Linked DNA regions of Mus musculus: region 1 is linked to region 2. Evidence: chromatin contacts called from public HiChIP or PLAC-seq data. All regions are on one chromosome and are shown on one strand. Each heading gives the region's core, a stretch centred on a gene start, on an enhancer-like site or on the middle of the called end of the contact. The rest is flanking DNA. Distances are from core to core; before and after follow the strand shown. Region 1 overlaps Gm33377 (a long non-coding RNA gene). Region 2 has its middle 72 kb from the start of Gm40746.

Region 1 (5,196 bases), core at 2,576-5,075, 240 kb before region 2:
AGAAAGAAAGAAAGAAAGAGAGAAAGAGAGAGAGAAAGAGAGAAAGAAAGAAAGAAAGAGAAAGAAAGAAAGAAAGAAAGAAAGAAAGAAAGAAAGAAAGAAAGAAAGAAAAGGAAGGATTACTTCAGAAAATCAAATAGTTGTTATTACATTGGAAGGGCCAGATGATACATAGTAAAACTTTTGAAAATTTGTTTGGAAAAGTAACAGGACAGCATGAAAGTTCAAAGACAAAACATTTATGATGCTATCCAAGCTTCAATAGGACCACCTTTGTAGAATCTTAGAATGAATTGTCTCAGCAGTTCCACAGCTGAATATGAATAGTTTAATCTTCCTTCCTGCAACCCATGTCTCAGGTTTTAAAAATTCCACAATTTCTTCAGCATCACTTGACAATTTAGTCAAATCAAGACACTGGTCCTCTTTTTTCTTTTTTTTAAACTTATCTATTTGCTTTACACCCTGACCACAACTTCCCCTCCCTCAATTCCTCCCAGGCCTCCCTCACACTCCACTCTCCTCCCTTTCTCTTCAGAAGAGGGGAGCGCCCATGGAGATCGACTTGGCACATCAAGCTGCAGTAAGACTAGGTACAACTTCTATTGAGGCTAGGTGAGGCAGCCCGGGTGTGTGTGTGTGTGTGTGGGGGGGGGGGGATCCCAAAGGCAGGCAACAGAGACAACCCTGCTCTCATTGTTAGAAGTCTCACATGACACCCAGTTTTCTATTGGGATGCCTGCATTTCTGAAGGCCCTCATGGAGATATGCTACATCAGGAAGAAGTTGCTGTAGGAAAATAACAAAGGTCACTAGTGCTCTATTCTCTTCAAGAACACATTCATATGTTGCCCTAAAAATACCTATTTGTCCTTTGGCATTTGTGGCAGTCATCATGCTGTGACCGGTTGTGACATGTCCAAGCTCATGACAGAATGGCCCTTCCTGTCCTCCTTGAAGTGGCACGGGCCACTGACTTGCTTTGGCCCATGGAATATAAGGAGTGGGAACAGGCTAGGTAGAGATACCCTACCCTCCCCCAAGAATGCCATTATGAAGTTTGGTGATCTGTAAGGACCTGACATTGCAAATTTGAAGACAAAGGAGAAGCTGGGCTAGAGATGCCTATTAGAGTCTTCCAGGAAGTTAGACAGACCAACAGGTTTGTGATTTGCCTGAAGCCAACCCTCTGAGGCCTCAGAAAGGGAGCCCCTCTCTGGCAATTCAGTGCTCTGTATTTAGAGTGGATACTCAACTGAACCTTGTTTGAGTTACCTTGGGCTCTTACCTGGATACTAAAGTAACCATTTATGGAACACTTGTACTGCACACATTTCCCAAGTGCTTTATTGATCTTGTGTGACTTAATTCTCACAATAAACACAAAGAGTTATTCCTATCTTAAAGGTCAGAGCTGAGACTTAATAAGGTCAAACGGCTACTGAGCTGGGAATCAGGGCTCTAAAGTCATGGCTGCCTGGTGTCAACTTCTTATGCCATTAGCCACTAGGAAAACCAGCTGAATTTATTTTACCTGTGTGTTACGGTGTATGTTTGTAAAATATCTTTTTTCACTTTATCAAAAGCTGATTCTATGACTCTATGCTGTCCATTGGAGGAAGGATAAAGCAAAAGGGTGTGGTTCCCAGGGAGTCTACAGCACACCCCCAAGATCTCTGCTCCAGAATGCTCACCTTTGTGAAGTGCTTGCTCAGAGTATAGGTAGATAGAACCCCTGGCTCGCCTCTAACCGCAGGAATGAGGTGTGACTCCAGTGATTGTATAAAGTCATGTGATACTCTTCCTTCCTAGTGGACCCACTCGGAGGTCTCAGAGGCAACAGCAGATTCCAAAGAAGTGAGTCTACTTACTATGACTTTAATAGCAAGGAAGTAAATTCAGTAACTTGGGGAATTACAGAGGCAAGTCCTTCTCAGCTGAGGATGCCAACTTGATCAGCTGCATCTTTGTTTTCATCCTGCTAAGGCTTGAAGAAGAGGTTTTAGCTAAGATAATGGACCCATAAGAGTTAAGATGTAATCAGGAAAAACTGTTTCAAGTGGCTGTTCGTGACAACTTGTTATACAATGGCAAACAAAAGCAGGGTCATGGGGTGGGTTAGCTCAGTTGGTAAAATGCTTGTTTCACAAGCACGAGGACCTGAGTTCAATTCCCAAACCCGCATGAAGTTGCGCAGGACCATGGTGTGCATTTGTGATCCCAGCACTGAGGAGGCAGAGGCAGGAGGATTTCTGGAGCTTCCTGGCCAGATACTTTCTCCAGAGTTTCTGAGGATGTCCTCTGGCCTCCACACTCACAACAGTCACACAAACACATCCACTCACATACACAATGCCATACATGCACATACATACACGCGTTGAAAAAGGAAACAAAACCCAGGCCATCAGTTTAATACACACACACACACACACACACACACACACACACACATACACACGTATCTTACTCAATAAATTAGGTAGGAACTAGGGTTCTAAGGAGGATGAAGACCTGGTGAAGTCAGTTTAGGAGAACCCTCCTCCAGGAGTGACAGGGAGAACCCTTCTGGCCTACTTCTCTTTCTTCTCTGTCCAGCACTGCCATGCGCAACTGGTCCCATAACTGATCCTGGTTCTCAAGCTTTCAGTGAAAAACAGCAATGGGAGGAATATCTTCATCTTCTAGAGCTGACAAACTTCATCACACACACACACACACACACACACACACACACACATAATACAGATTACTATCCCAGGAGACCCAGTATCTGATGAGGGGCACCGCCTCTCACTTGACTTCCACAGTAGAATCAGGTCTCTTTTATAAGAGTCTTATTTAGGAAAGTGGCTTCCTCACGACTTAATGACATCCAAAAGCCCCCCCCCCCCAAATACCATCACCTGTGTGTGTTTGTAGGGGGTGGGGAATATAAAGATTTCAGTATAAATTGGCAGGGATATAGGCACCCAGTCATTACAAAGGGCTTGAGCCTTTTCCACTGTGATCCTTAGAGGAAAATGAAGGACCATGTTCTGGCTATATGGATGAAGATAAACAAAACAAACCTGTGCCTTTTTAAAAAAATAAAATAACTACTTGGCTGTTAGAGTCTTTCTGTCTCCTCTTTGGTACTATATTCTCTGAGCCTTGGAGACATTGAAGTATGAGGTTTGTTGGAAAGATGAGAGGGGAATGGGGCATGAAAACTACCTAAAATCACTATATCAATGTATGAAATTTCCTACAATAAGTAAAGGGCTCTTAGGAACAGATGGAGAAAGAAAATAATTAGATAGATTGGGAAATGTAGAAAATACATAGGTGCGCACGCACACACACACATACACACCCCTAAACTAAAGCCTGTTGATCCCGTTCTTTGTATGTTCTGTGTTTTATTACACCAGGAGCTTCTGTTGCGTGGATATATTACCAGAGAGCCCTTGTGTTTATTTTAGTTGATAAGAATCGAGGTCCAAAAGACATCTCAGTGGGTTGCCCCACCTTCAGGATGAGAGAGAAAAGAAGAAAATTCCATCAGGCGGTCCCCTTATCAGAAAAGAAAGTTTGCTAGCACCAGGAGTTGGAAACTGCAGGTTAAAGGCTAAATTCCTTTGGATTCAATGTAACAATGAAGCTTTTTATAAAAACTAAAGAACAAAGTTTGCAGTTAAATAAATAGGATGGGCTGATTGCAGCCTCCAGCCTCTGTCCCCCTTGCTGTGTCATGTCTGTGCTGGCTGAAGCCTCTAGTGCTTGCACACTGGTCTCAGTGGAGATTAGGGTGGGGAGCACATTCCGGGCAGAGAGGCCAGAGAGAGACAGACAGCATTCCAGCTCCATGAGCCTCCTGCCACTCCAGCACTCCTCTGAAGGGTAGAGGGCACAGGCTTCACACGCTCTGCGGCAGCAGGCAAGGGAGGCAAAGGTGGCATTCCTGTATTTTATTACATGGCTTTTGCACGAGCAACTTCACCTGTCAAAACACGATGAGAAAAATAAAATGGAAAGAGATGGAAGGCGAAAGAGGCTGGAACAGAGGGGCAAGGGGTGAACTGAACCGGGGCCCCAAACGCAATTGGAAATGTCTGAGTGTATTTCATTCTGCAACTGTTCGTCTCTTGGATGGCGTGTGTGTGCATGTGCGTGTGCACACATGTGTGTATGTGTGTCTGTCTGTGTGTGTATATGGGTGAATGTGTGTATGTAATCATGTGTGTGTGTATGCATGTGTGTTTGCCTGTGTGTATGTGTGTACATGTGAGTGTGTGTTTATGTGCATGAGTGTGTGTATGCATGTGTATGTGTGTATGGGTATGTGTATACCTATGCGTGTGTGTATATGTCCACATGTGTGTATGTGTGTATATGCGTGTCTCTGTGTGTGTATGTGTATACCTACATGTGTGAGTGTGTGTATACCTACGTGTGAGTTTATGTGTATGTATGTGAGTGCATGCATGTGTATATAAGTGTGTACATGTATGTGTTTATATGTGTGTGTATGAGTGTGTGTGTGTGCATGTATGTGTGTATATGTGTGTGTGTGAGTGAGTGTATGTGTGTGTGTTTATATTTATCTTCTAAAATTAGCAAAAATGTGCCTGTAGACTAATGTGCTTGTTAAACTACTGCCTTGGATAAATACAATCAGAAGTAACTAATTTCTACACAGCAGATATCAACACAGTAGTGTGGATTGAATGTGTCTCCTGAAGCTCACATCTTAGAAGCAGACATCAGTGGTTTTAGGAGGTGGGTTCTTTGGAAAATAGTTAGGCTAGGATGAGCTCATGATTCTGAGGGCCCTGCAGTGGTAGAACAGCATGGGGAGGAGAGAGTTCTGAGTTAGCAGGCTTGCTCTATCTGACCCTGTGATGACTTCCAACAACCACAGCAGGAAGCAGCAAGAGGGCTCTTCCATATACCAGCCCCTGCCTGGGGTCACAGCCTCCTAAGCTAGGAGCGAAGCAAACCTTTATTCTTTCTAAAGTAGCCTTGTCTGCAGTGCGCAGTTATAGCAACAGCAAGTGGCCTGAGATATATACTAACTTGCTTTCATTACTAGATTTACCTAATGATGTCCAGCTTTTTAAAGATACAATTTTGGACCAGTAAGATGGCTCAGTAGGTAGAGGGGCTTGCTGCACATGCCTGAAGACTTGAGCTCAATTCTTAGAATCAGGGTAG
Region 2 (5,736 bases), core at 382-2,881:
CCACCACACCTGGTTTTGTTTTCGAGTTTTACAAGGAAATTTAAAAACAAATTTTAGGCCAGGGACTCCTCAGAGTTAAGCTAACTTTGCTAAACCTTGAATTGTTTTAAATGATTTCTTCCTGATGTGTGTGTGTGTGTGTGTGTGTGTGTGTGTGTGTGTGTGTGTGTGTGGCACAGCGGTTAGATGAACGGAAATGTTTCTTTTCTCTCTTTCTGCACCTTTCCCTTAGGTTCTGTGATACAGTTTGATTTCACGGCTTCTCAGCCACACGTGTCTAATTAGGAGGCCCAGGATGGTGCTACGCATTGCTGATGATCTATCTGTATGCTTTCCCTCTTCTTTAATTTTAGCCCCAGGAAGGTTTTAACTCCCATGATTCTTTCTTCTTCCCTGTGGCCTCTGCTTGCATCAGAATTAGTCCCAAGAGTTCCCTACACAGTAGAGACAAAAGAAACTCACAGAAAATGCAGAGATGACAGGAGCTGCTGATCCCAGTACAAGCATCCCAGGGGGAATACATCTTTTAGATGCTGTCAGAAAATTGAAAAAACAAACAAAACGACAATCCGAAACCAACCCACAACAAAAAAACTACAAGACAGATAAGGAGCCACCATTCCAAATACCTTCATTTTTCAGTTTCAGAACAGTCCAGAAGAATTAAATGACTTGACCAAGACTATCTTTTAGGGCGCCTAAGATAAGGCTGGAGCATCCTGGTGTAAAAATCCAGAAATCTCATCTTTTGTTTCAAAGCCCTTTCTAAAGTCCATGCTGGAGGCCCTCCTTGTCACCACTCCAAGCGAGGCTAAAGAGGGTTCCTTCACTGATAAATACTTCAGGAACCCTCATTGTCACCTCCCTGAGTCCAAGATGAGACCCACAAGACCTTATAACCATCAGGTGTGATGCTGGAGGCCTGAGTGTCGATGTTTGTACCAGATGCAAATATTTAAAAAGAATTTTACATCATGTGGAAGTGTAAATGAATTATTTATTCTAGCTAGCCCATATAAAAGACACAAAATCCTGGTTTTTTTTTTTTTTTTTTTTTTTTTTTTTTTTTTTTTTTTTTTACAAGCTGTAAGCCCAGATCGGGCAGGTTGTGAGCTATTCTAACTTACATCTCAGTCATGTCCCTTGTTACTTGCTGTTTGAGTCTCTCAGGGTTCTTCCTTCTCCATCAGTCTGTCGTGGGGGAAGCATTTCACTCAGGCATGTGCTCCTAGTCCTTCCTATCTAATGGAGACATCCTGTTCTCTTCTTCTTCCTCTGACTCCCTCTTCCTCCTCTCTCTCTCCTCGTGACCTCTACCTGCTACCTCCAGCCCAATAACTGAAATTCCTCTCTCTGTTCTCCCTAGTAATTGGCTGTAGCCACTTTTATTTAACCAATAGCCTTAAGTTGGGGAGCAATGTTTACACAATAAAGGCTGGTGTGCAGGGGAATTTGCTTGTCTGTGGCAACCTGGTCTTGTGGTATAGACTTTAGCATTTGAATAGACAGCATCAGACCAACTCTCAACATGGAAGTTTGAGCAAAAGGGGCCTTTCTAATCAAGCCTTGGGACTGCTGTTGTAGTCTCCAGTCATGAGTGAATTAGTGGTACCTGTTGGAAGACACAGTGCATAAGGTACAATCCCAAAGAAGGCTTAATGATTTACAAAGACAACACTGTACACTAACAAGAACAGGAATTCTAATTGAAATCTAACAATAGCAAGAAAAAGAAATTCAGAGAAAGGTAAACTTAACTCTCCAGAGGTGGCCAGACAGCATTCTGACAAATATTTCACAGTCAGAAAAGCCCAGATTTCTGTTTAAAATTTTCCATTTGTGTGAACATTTTCACGATGACTGACCTTGGCCCTCTGGTGTAATGTTACAATAAGCTGACATGAGCAGAGGGGTGTGTCACTGGCTTTCTATTGCTTGTGTAAGCTGACTGTAGTACTTGCATAAGAGTCAACAGAGAATGTTCTATAGGCAACATGAGAACTGCATATGGAATGGAAACACACACACACACACACACACATTCATACACCCCAGAAATTTACCAGGCAGTCTAAATGTAGTAGGACATTCTAGAATAAAAATCACAATGGCAGGGAAATAGCTTTTAAATTAAAAAAAAACTAAGAATAAGACATGTTCCTATATTTTAAGCTAATTTCAAGACTACTAAATTTACATACTGTTAATCAAGCATGTAAGTAATAACATTTTATAAAGACCTTTTATATAGTTAAGTTTCTTTTTCTTAATCAACACTTAATGCAAATGTCTGTGGTAGTTAATAAGACTTGATTACTTCCTGTAGGCACTTATTGAGTCTATAGAAGTATCTTCTGGATGAGAAGAAACTGATAGGATATTTGCAGCCTCAGTTGTTGATGTTTATTGACTGATAACTTTAATTATTGTGACAATGTTAGAATAGTTTAAAGTAGGACTGTTAATTTTTCAATCTTCTCTTATTATGAACAAAGGAAAGTATTTATGTAGCACATACTTCAAAGGTTATTATAATACCAAAATTTGGGAGAAGCCTGCGAGTCCAAGAATATGGGATGGCTAAGTGAACTCTATACATACACATTTGAATATATAGCATTGCACTAAATGGCCATGTAGTAAGATGGAAGATGTTTGTTATATAACATTTATGGGAAATCATAGGTCATAAGTTTGCTTATATTTTGAATAGTTGGAGAGGAACAAATTATTTGCTTAATTGTCACTATGCTTCCATTTGAGTAGATGCTCATAAAGTTTATGTTATTGAGATCTTAAGCTCAGAAGAAATGATTTGAAAGTGTGAAATGACCAAGACTAACCTGAAGATGGAATTTATTTATTTATTTATTTATTTATTTATTTATTTGGTCTGGAGAGCTTTTTAAAATGAGCATTTTAAATCAGACCAGCTCGGGAAAGCATGTTGGACCCAGATATGGAAAGATTTGACAGATCCCAGCTTTATCCTACTGAAAACAAGAAGTTAATTTTGCACAGGGAGTTATTCTATGGTCTTAGTATGGAGAAGAGAAATACAGAAGAGCGTTCATCAACCGCTCTCCACCATAGAGCGATGTGTGTGAGCACAGCAAATGAAGCCTAAAGAGTACCAGCTCCAGATTTTGCCTGTTCATTTCCTTGAAGATCTTTGTGATGTGACCAGAGAGTATCAGAGGGGAAGAAAGACGTTCCCTCTGGATTGCTTCAGGAACGTCAATGAGACAGATAGCACAACTGTTAGAAACACTGGATTTTAGAAAGGACTGCTGAATTAAATCAGCCTATGTATGTGGTAACTTCAGAATGGCAGGAAGGAAATGTTTCGCACTGGGGAAGAGGTTTTGTCTTTGTTTCAATGATAAAAGGAAAACTATGGATTCCAATCAAAATGAGCCTGACTGAGCGACACCTCCTGAAGATCTAGATTCTGTAATGACATGAAGGAAGAAGCCAAGAACAGCAAACAGGTAAAGTATATGCTGATCCCCGTACATGGGAACAGCTCTGTGACTGACTGAGACAAGACTGTCTCCAGCCAGGACTTCAGCTATGGATAGCCAATAAATCATGTTAGCTACTGAGTCCTCAAGACTTATCATGCCATCCTTTCAAATGGCATGGGGGAAATTTATATTATGGTTTGTCTATACAGTCCAAACAGTCTTATAAAGATAGATGCCTTTTTTTCTGCTTGAATGTAGAACAAAGAATCATCTTTAGGTAAGTTGTGTACACCTCACATTCCATACATGTGATAATGCAAAATGTATATCACCTTAGAAAGTTTATGTTTTCAGAGCAAAAGGACCAGACACCAAAGAAGATATGACAAATAACCCAAATAACCCAGATGGTTCAACATCACAGACTGCCTCCAATGCTGTGTCCTCAAAAATCTACATCCAGAACAACTTCTATACAGCTAACTAGATCGTCCAGCATAATAAATGGTTCCAGCCAGGACTCCAGTTAAGCCCTGAACTTTCCCATCACACAGAGACTGAACAGCAAATATTATAGCTAGCTTTCATAGGGCTTGGCCAATATCCCAATTTTCTTAGGGTCCCAAAAAAGGAACATTGCCCCCAGTCAGCAGGATGCAATTTTATGATAATGACATCCTAGTCCCAAAAACGTGAGGAAGATAGTTTTGGATGTTTGGTGGGTGATGGATGTTTGTTTTCATTTTAGGGGAGTTGGTTACAAGTTGTTGATGGTTCTGGTCAGGGAGGAAACAAACTCAGGGATCTCTTTTCCTCTTTTCCCTCTTTCTTTTTCTTTCCTCTATCCTTCTTTTTCTCCTATCTAGTGTTAGAGGAAGGGGGGAGGGAGAATAAAAGGAAAAAGAGGAAGAGATAGGAATGATATGATAATATTATTGAATCTATTTTTAACATAAAGAACAACAACAAGCCAAATATATTTACATAGGTATGGGTCTTTGTATATTGATACAAACTTAAGGTTATTTTTGTTATAATATAATATAACAAAATATAATATAAATGTATGTATATATTTATGTTTCAACTTTATTTAAAGTACTATCTCTATACAATTCATTTAAAATGTAATGTGAAGTTCTAGTCTTTGAAACTGTTTAGGATAATTTAAAAGCTGCAAGTTAGTAGTCAATCAAATTTATGATGCTGGGCAGTGGTGGCGCACACCTTTGGTCCCAGCACTTGGGAGGCAGAGGTAGGCGGATTTCTGAGTTTGAGGCCAGCCTGGTCTACAGAGTGAGTTCCAGGACAGCCAAGGCTATACAGAGAAACCTTGTCTCGAAAACAAAACAAAACAAAACAAAACAAAACAAAACAACACAACAAATTTATGATCATGTTAGATACTAGTCTGGTTAATTACAGAAATATGTTTCCCAGATTGACCCAATAGTGGATAGAGTAGATAACTAGAAACAAACAAAAATGCTTCCCTCCCATATTCTCTGAGAAGCAATGTGATTTGCTGCAATCTCATGAGTGAAAAGACAGAGAAGAATCCTTTGTGCTTCCCTAATCACTGTGCTGGAGTAAGAGAATGGGGCCTCTGTCTTAGGCACTGTTCTCCTTCTGTGAAAAGGCACTATGACTGTCTTAGTAAGCGTTCTATTTCCATGAAGTGACACAAAGATAAAGGAAACCCTTACAAAGAAAACACTGAATTGGCTGGCTGACAGTTTCACAGGTTTAGTCCATTATCATCATGGCAGGGAACATGGTGCCATGCAGGCAGACGTGGTGCTGGAGAAGTAGCTGAGAGTTCTACATCTGGATCCACAGGCAGCAGGGAAGAGACTGGGCCTAGCTTGGGCTTCTGAATCCTCAAAACCCACTCCTAGTGACACACTTCCTCTAACAAGGCCACACCTCCTAATCCTTCTCAAGTAGTGCCATTTCCCAATGACTAAGCATTCAAATATAGGAGCCTACGGTGCCATTCTTATTCAACCAATTTATTGCTTCATTCAAATAAAACGACTGAGGCAACTCTTACAAAAGAAAGCATTTAACTGGGTACTTGCTTACAGTTTCAGAGGTTTAGTTTATTATCATAGTGGGGAATATGGCAGCAACCATGGTACTAAAGTAAAGAGATGGGAGCTAGATCCTCATCTACAGGCTGAAGGTTAGATAGAGATATATAGGTAGATAGATAGATAGGTAGATAGATAGATAGATAGATAGATAGATAGATAGATAGATAGATAGA

Evidence for each region. HiChIP or PLAC-seq counts read pairs in DNA pulled down with a chosen protein or histone mark.
Region 1: an H3K27ac HiChIP or PLAC-seq map of embryonic stem cells shows a contact between it and region 2, with 5 times the contacts expected there. The contact joins two enhancer-like sites. A contact is called at or near these places in 2 of 484 Hi-C or Micro-C datasets (both in embryonic stem cells), 2 of 115 datasets of contacts at active chromatin or transcription factors (both in embryonic stem cells) and 1 of 9 other capture datasets (embryonic stem cells).

What each region holds. Positions count from the first base shown.
Region 1 is chr10:95,861,111-95,866,306 of GRCm38.p6, forward strand. The region is part of intron 3 of Gm33377 (a long non-coding RNA gene); the gene reads left to right. Among named protein-coding and RNA genes, the nearest start is that of Gm33543, 21 kb to the left of the region's middle. Within about 2 kb of position 3,826, at least 57 of the 459 cell types and tissues checked have an H3K27ac peak or open chromatin away from gene starts, as enhancers often do. A contact at or near this core is called in embryonic stem cells, where this site is marked.
Region 2 is chr10:96,106,105-96,111,840 of GRCm38.p6, forward strand. No RefSeq gene overlaps it. Among named protein-coding and RNA genes, the nearest start is that of Gm40746, 72 kb to the right of the region's middle. Within about 2 kb of position 1,632, at least 9 of the 459 cell types and tissues checked have an H3K27ac peak or open chromatin away from gene starts, as enhancers often do. A contact at or near this core is called in embryonic stem cells, where this site is marked.